2 separate regions of the Triticum aestivum genome follow, and region 2 is linked to region 1. The links are chromatin contacts, called in public Hi-C maps. All regions are on one chromosome and are shown on one strand. The core of a region is the stretch at or near the end of the contact, and the rest is flanking DNA. Distances in the headings are between cores, read along the strand shown. Region 1 has its middle 22 kb from the start of LOC123165991. Region 2 holds the start of LOC123165818 (CBL-interacting protein kinase 25-like).

Evidence for each region. Hi-C and Micro-C count contacts between places; a contact is called where the count stands out from the background.
Region 2: a Hi-C map of leaf shows a contact between it and region 1, with 6 times the contacts expected there. The contact joins the promoter of LOC123165818 here to the enhancer-like site in region 1. A contact is called at or near these places in 2 of 5 Hi-C or Micro-C datasets (both in leaf).

Annotation. Positions count from the first base shown.
Region 1 is chr7D:481,116,080-481,118,783 of IWGSC CS RefSeq v2.1, forward strand. No RefSeq gene overlaps it. Among protein-coding and RNA genes, the nearest start is that of LOC123165991, 22 kb to the left of the region's middle. Within about 2 kb of position 1,427, at least 3 of the 8 cell types and tissues checked have an H3K27ac peak or open chromatin away from gene starts, as enhancers often do. A contact at or near this core is called in leaf, where this site is marked.
Region 2 is chr7D:481,268,568-481,271,267 of IWGSC CS RefSeq v2.1, forward strand. It overlaps LOC123165818 (CBL-interacting protein kinase 25-like), which reads left to right and starts at 1,396. Exons shown (of 1, transcript XM_044583552.1): 1 at 1,396-2,700. The coding sequence starts at 1,482.

The DNA of each region.
Region 1 (2,704 bases), core at 177-2,676:
CCGCAATACTTGAGAACACCCAATGCGGAAAGACACTGCTCGGATCCTAGCACAGAATGCAGCAAGAGGATTTCCTGGGATGCTTGGAAGCATCGACTGCATGCATTGGAAATGGAAGAATTGCCCATTTGCTTGGCAGGGGATGTACAAAGGCGCCAAAGGCGGTTGCAGTGTGGTACTTGAGGCGGTGGCCACACAGGACCTCTGGATTTGGCACTCCTTCTTTGGTATGCCAGGAACTCACAATGACATCAATGTGCTGCAGTGCTCTCCTGTCTTTGCCAAGCTTGTTGAAGGTCATTCTCCTCCGGTGAACTTCGAGATCAATGGGCGACACTACAACAAGGGGTACTATCTAGCTGATGGCACCTATCCGAGATGGTCGACATTTGTGAAGACGATCTCAAACCCTGTGCCAGGAGGCAAGAACGCCTGGTTTGCGAAGATTCAGGAGGCTTGCAGGAAGGATGTCGAGCGGTCATTTGGTGTGCTCCAATCTCGATTTGCTGTTGTCCGGTACCCCGCTCAGACCTGGTCCAAAGATCAAATGTGAAGATTATGACTTGCTGTGTCATCTTGCACAACATGATCATCGAGAGCGAGCAAGAAGACCTAGTGTTTGACACTGAACCATACTACAGGCAGAGTCCTCTAGCCGAAGTTGATCACCAGCTACCGATAACCTGGACTGTCTATCTCAGTATGCATCATCAACTGCAGAAAGATCTGATTGAGCACCTATGGAGGCTCAAGGGGATGCCGGGCGCGACGTGTGATGAAATATGAGTTTTTATTTCTTGAACTATATAATTTGTATTGAACTATTTATTGTTGTACTATTTTGTTGAAGTATTTGATTTTTCTATGATGAAATATGTGATACGAAAAAAATTATGTTCATAATTGAACACCGAGACACGGCGAACCACGCCGAATATGAGCCTGGGGCTGAAAAGTGGGCCAATTTCGACGCTTGAGGGCGAGCTGGGGCGACGACTGGGCGTAAAACCGCCCCAGCGCCGATTTTATCGCCGGCTCGTCCCTAAGCGGCGATTTTTATGCGTTCTGAGAAGGCCAACGGCTGAAAATGCTCTTATCACGCAGACAGATTCGGCGATCGCCGGCTGAACGCCAGAGAATGCCCGAAGCCAAAAAGTGTTACCTGCTGACCCGGTGGTATTCACTGTGCGGTGATCACCTCGGTGGCGGTGGCTTGACCTCCTCCACACACTCGCACCAGCAGAACTCGCGGACACAAGGCGTCAGTCTCATTCACGCAGTCACCGCGCGATCTACGCCGCGGTGGCTGGACCCCTCGCACACGCTCGCCCCTGCAGAGTTCGCGGCAGGTTCCACGGCGCACACTGACTGAACGCCGCCGCAAGAAGTCAACTTCAGTCGCCGCGCGACGTGCGCCGTCCGAGGTTTCAGACAACGCAAGCTATAGCGCCTAGCGGCGGCTAGCTGGGCAGGCTTCGCCCGACACGTTGTATATATTGTGCGCCGTGGCGGAGGCTCGTGTCTCTTTCCTCGCGGCTTCGCCCGACACGTTGTATATATTGTGCTCAACTGAACATTGTTTCGATCCAACCACCTGTACGCGTCCCGTGTCCAGCAGAGGCCGAATGGCAAGTGCAAATCATGCACTCAAGCGTCGATCCGTGCACGCCTTATGCCTGCGTGTTGCGTGCTGTCTGATAAGATAGGCCGTCCGTAGGCCGAGAGCTAAGTTTGGCTGTGTACTGTAGTAGCAGTTATACGTATTACCTAGGACCACAGTAACTAATCCGTGTATAAAGCATTGCTAGCTGACGCCTGATACCATGTCGTTTAGTGCGTCAGATAAGCAACTAATTACTGTCCGAACGTTTTTCATCATCTTGATAGAACATATATGGAACACGAACGTACGATGCTTCCTTGCTTCCACCGGCAGCTCTGTTTCCATCCATACCACCACTAAAAGCATCTCCAGCCGCTCCCGCAACGAGCCCCAGGGCGTCTTTTTTAGCGCTGACGCTGAAAAAACGGTCCAGCCGCGTCCCAGGTCTTCATTTTTCGCCGGTTTGGTCCGAAATTACAACCGACAAACTCAAGCCGAACTTAGCGCACTGAAGGGTCGCTTGGTGCACCGGCTGAAGCAAAAAGGCACATGGGCCCGCGCTGTCGGCAACAGCGGCCGATTTTCCCGCCGATTTCCCCCCTTTTCCTCCATTTTCCCATTACCAACCCCCTTCTCCCCCGCCGTTCCCGCCATTCTCCTCCGGATCCGCCCGCCATGCCGCCGAAGAAGTACGCGCCCCCTCGCCTAGACACCAATGCCATCCAGTCAAAGCCGAGGAAGCCGAGGGCGCCGACGGCAAGGCCCCCGGGCTGGACGAACGTCGAGTGGAAGGACGACGTTGGTCGCCAGGCGGCGGTCACCACCGATCGGCGGAACAGGCTCAACATGAAGAAGGCCAGGGACGCGGCGGCAGAGCAGGAAGAGGCATCTCGCGCGGGGATGGCGAACCTTCTGCCTCAACAGGCCGGCCAGTGCCCACAAGGCGCGTGGGGGAGCCAGCAGAGCGTCGCGTCACCGGCCAACTTCTCGCCGCCACTATGGGGGTACGCGCCCTCGCCTAGCTACATCGACGGCGACGTGCATGGCGGCTTCAACCCCAACATCACCTTCCGCAAGGCGCGGCGCCGCGCGCGTCCCCTC
Region 2 (2,700 bases), core at 146-2,645, 150 kb after region 1:
TAATATATTTTTAATTAATTTTCAGAAATAATACACGGTTTTGATATTTTTTGAAAATAATACGGCCTCGTCTTCCTGGAGGACGACTGGACCTAATCGTCCTCTAGGAAGATGATTAAGCTCCAGTCGTCCTTCAGGAAGATGATTAACTCTAGTCGTCCTCCAGGAAGATGATTAGCTCCAGTCGTCCTCCAGGAAGATGACTAGTTCCAGTCGTCCTCCAGGAAGATGATTAGTGGAAAGAACTCCTAAGGTTGCATGTTAGGTGGAAGAAGCAACAACATAAGAGTGCAACTTTCCTAAGGACTGCCCGAGAGCATACTTATTTATGGACTGAGGAAAGCCAAAATGAAGACGATATCTTCATGCCGAGCAGCAAGGCCAAGACACCTGCATCGTCGAAGGGCAAGAGTGAATCATCGTCGAAGGGCAACAGTGCCTCATCATCGAAGGGCAAGAGTGCCTCGTCGTCGAAGGGCAAGAGTGCTGCATCGACGGAGGATGACGATGATGTCTTCATGTAGTTTGTATGTTGTATTATCTAAGCTAAGTTGTACCGTTTAATTTTGATGTACTTGTATCTTAATTATCTGTAAAACTGTTGTATTATCTAAGTTAAGTCATACCATTTAATTTCGATGTACGTGGAGGTTGTGGAGGCGGCGTAGGCCACATATACCTGTGGGGTGCCCGAACGTTACAGGGAGGAAGCTCAGACCATTCCTGATCATACTGTGTTTCGTGTGTGGGAGGTGGTGCCGGAGTCGAATACATGTCCACCCACTCATTGTGCTGCGACAACTAATCATCTTCCTAGAGGACGACTGGAACTAATCATCTTCCTGAAGGACGACTGGAACTAATCATCTTGCTGGAGGACGACTGGAGCTAATCATCTTCCCGGAGGACGATTAGGTCCAGTCGTCCTCCAGTAAGACGAGGCCGTATTATTTTCGAAAAATATCAAAACCGTGTATTATTTCTGAAAATTAATAAAAAAAGTATTATTTTTAAAAAATTAGCAATCTTAACTATCAGAAGCGTAAAAACGTAAATTCTACTAACCAAAATCGTAGAATCAAAGTGGTTAGTTTGGATCGTAAAGTCGTAGAATCATACAACAAAATCGCGATTCTGACAACCTTTTGCAAAGAATCAATAAAAACTTAGGGGAAAACACACTCAAATTCTTATCAGCGCCCTGCGTACACAAACAACGCTGGTGGCCCCATTGAATCTCGGAGGTGGAACAGAATATGCCAGCTTCCTCGAGATTCGTGCAAGAGAGCGATCTAAGAAATCCCGGGCAGGGGCCTGCGTGGGAGGTACTGAGGCTTGGACTGATTTTTTTCCCCCAGTAAACCGGTCAGCCCTAATGACTTCCTATTTAGTTCGGTTGATCCCCCAATCCTCTGCTCGCCTCACCCAAATACTCCAGGAAAGAAACTTCGAACGCCCGCCCAAGAAGCGGCGCCGGCGCCATGGGGGATCGGCCAAAGCTTCCTGCCCGGTACGAGCAGGTGAAGCTGCTCGGCGAGGGCAATTTCGCCAAGGTCTACCTCGCGCGGCACATGGATACGAAGGAGGAGGTGGCAATCAAGGTGATGGACAAGGAGAAGCTCATCAAGTTGGGCGCCGTTCAACAGATCAAGCGCGAGATCGCCGTGATGCGCCGGCTGCGGCACCCCAACATCGTTCAGCTCCACAAGGTGATGGCCTGCAAGTCCCGCATCTTCGTCGTCATGGAGTACGTCCGCGGCGGCCCGCTCTACCGCCACATCCCCGCCAACAGCGGCCTCAAGGAGGACGAGACGCGCCGCATCTTCCAGCAGCTCGTCTCGGCGCTCACCTTCTGCCACGCGCAGGGCGTGTACCACCGCGACATCAAGCCCGACAACCTCCTCGTCGACGAGCACGGCAATCTCAAGGTCGCCGACTTCGGGCTCTCCGCCCACGCCGACACGGCTCGCCGGGAGGCGCTCCTCCACACCGTCTGCGGCACGCCCCTGTACGTCCCTCCCGAGGTGTTCGCGCGCCGGGGCTATGACGGTGCCAAGGCGGACGCCTGGTCATGCGGCATCGTCCTCTTCGTGCTCGCCGCCGGCCGCAAGCCCTTCCGCGACGACGATTTCATCACCCTGTACCGGACAATCTGCCGCGGTGACTACCGTTGCCCACGCACCTTCAGCCCCGAACTGGTACGCATAGTACGCCGCCTCCTCCAACCAAACCCAGCGCACCGAATCACACTCCTGCAAATCAAGGAAACAGATTGGTTCAAGAAAGGCTTCAAAGAAGTTAGTTTCTACATCGACAACAAGGACTGCCTGCGCAGCCTTGATGGCTCCGAAGAGCCTGATCTCTGTGACTCTGACTCCGAGGATGAGACCGCCATGTCTTCATCATCCTCCGGCTCTTCCTCTCCCGTGGCTCATGGCGACGGCGGCGGCATGCACACCTCGGTTTCAGCACCGTCGCTTGTAAATCTGGAGAAGATGCACATTGCTGCAGCTCGTGCCCCCGAGCCGCGCATAAGACGGATCAAGAGCATGAACGCGTTCGACATCATCGCCTCCTCGCCAAGCTTCGATCTGTCCGGGCTGTTCGAGGAGCGTGGCGAGCAGTTGCGTTTCGTGTCCAGCGCGCCGGTGAATACCATCATCTCCAAGCTGGAGGAGATCGCCGGGCAAGTTAGCTTCA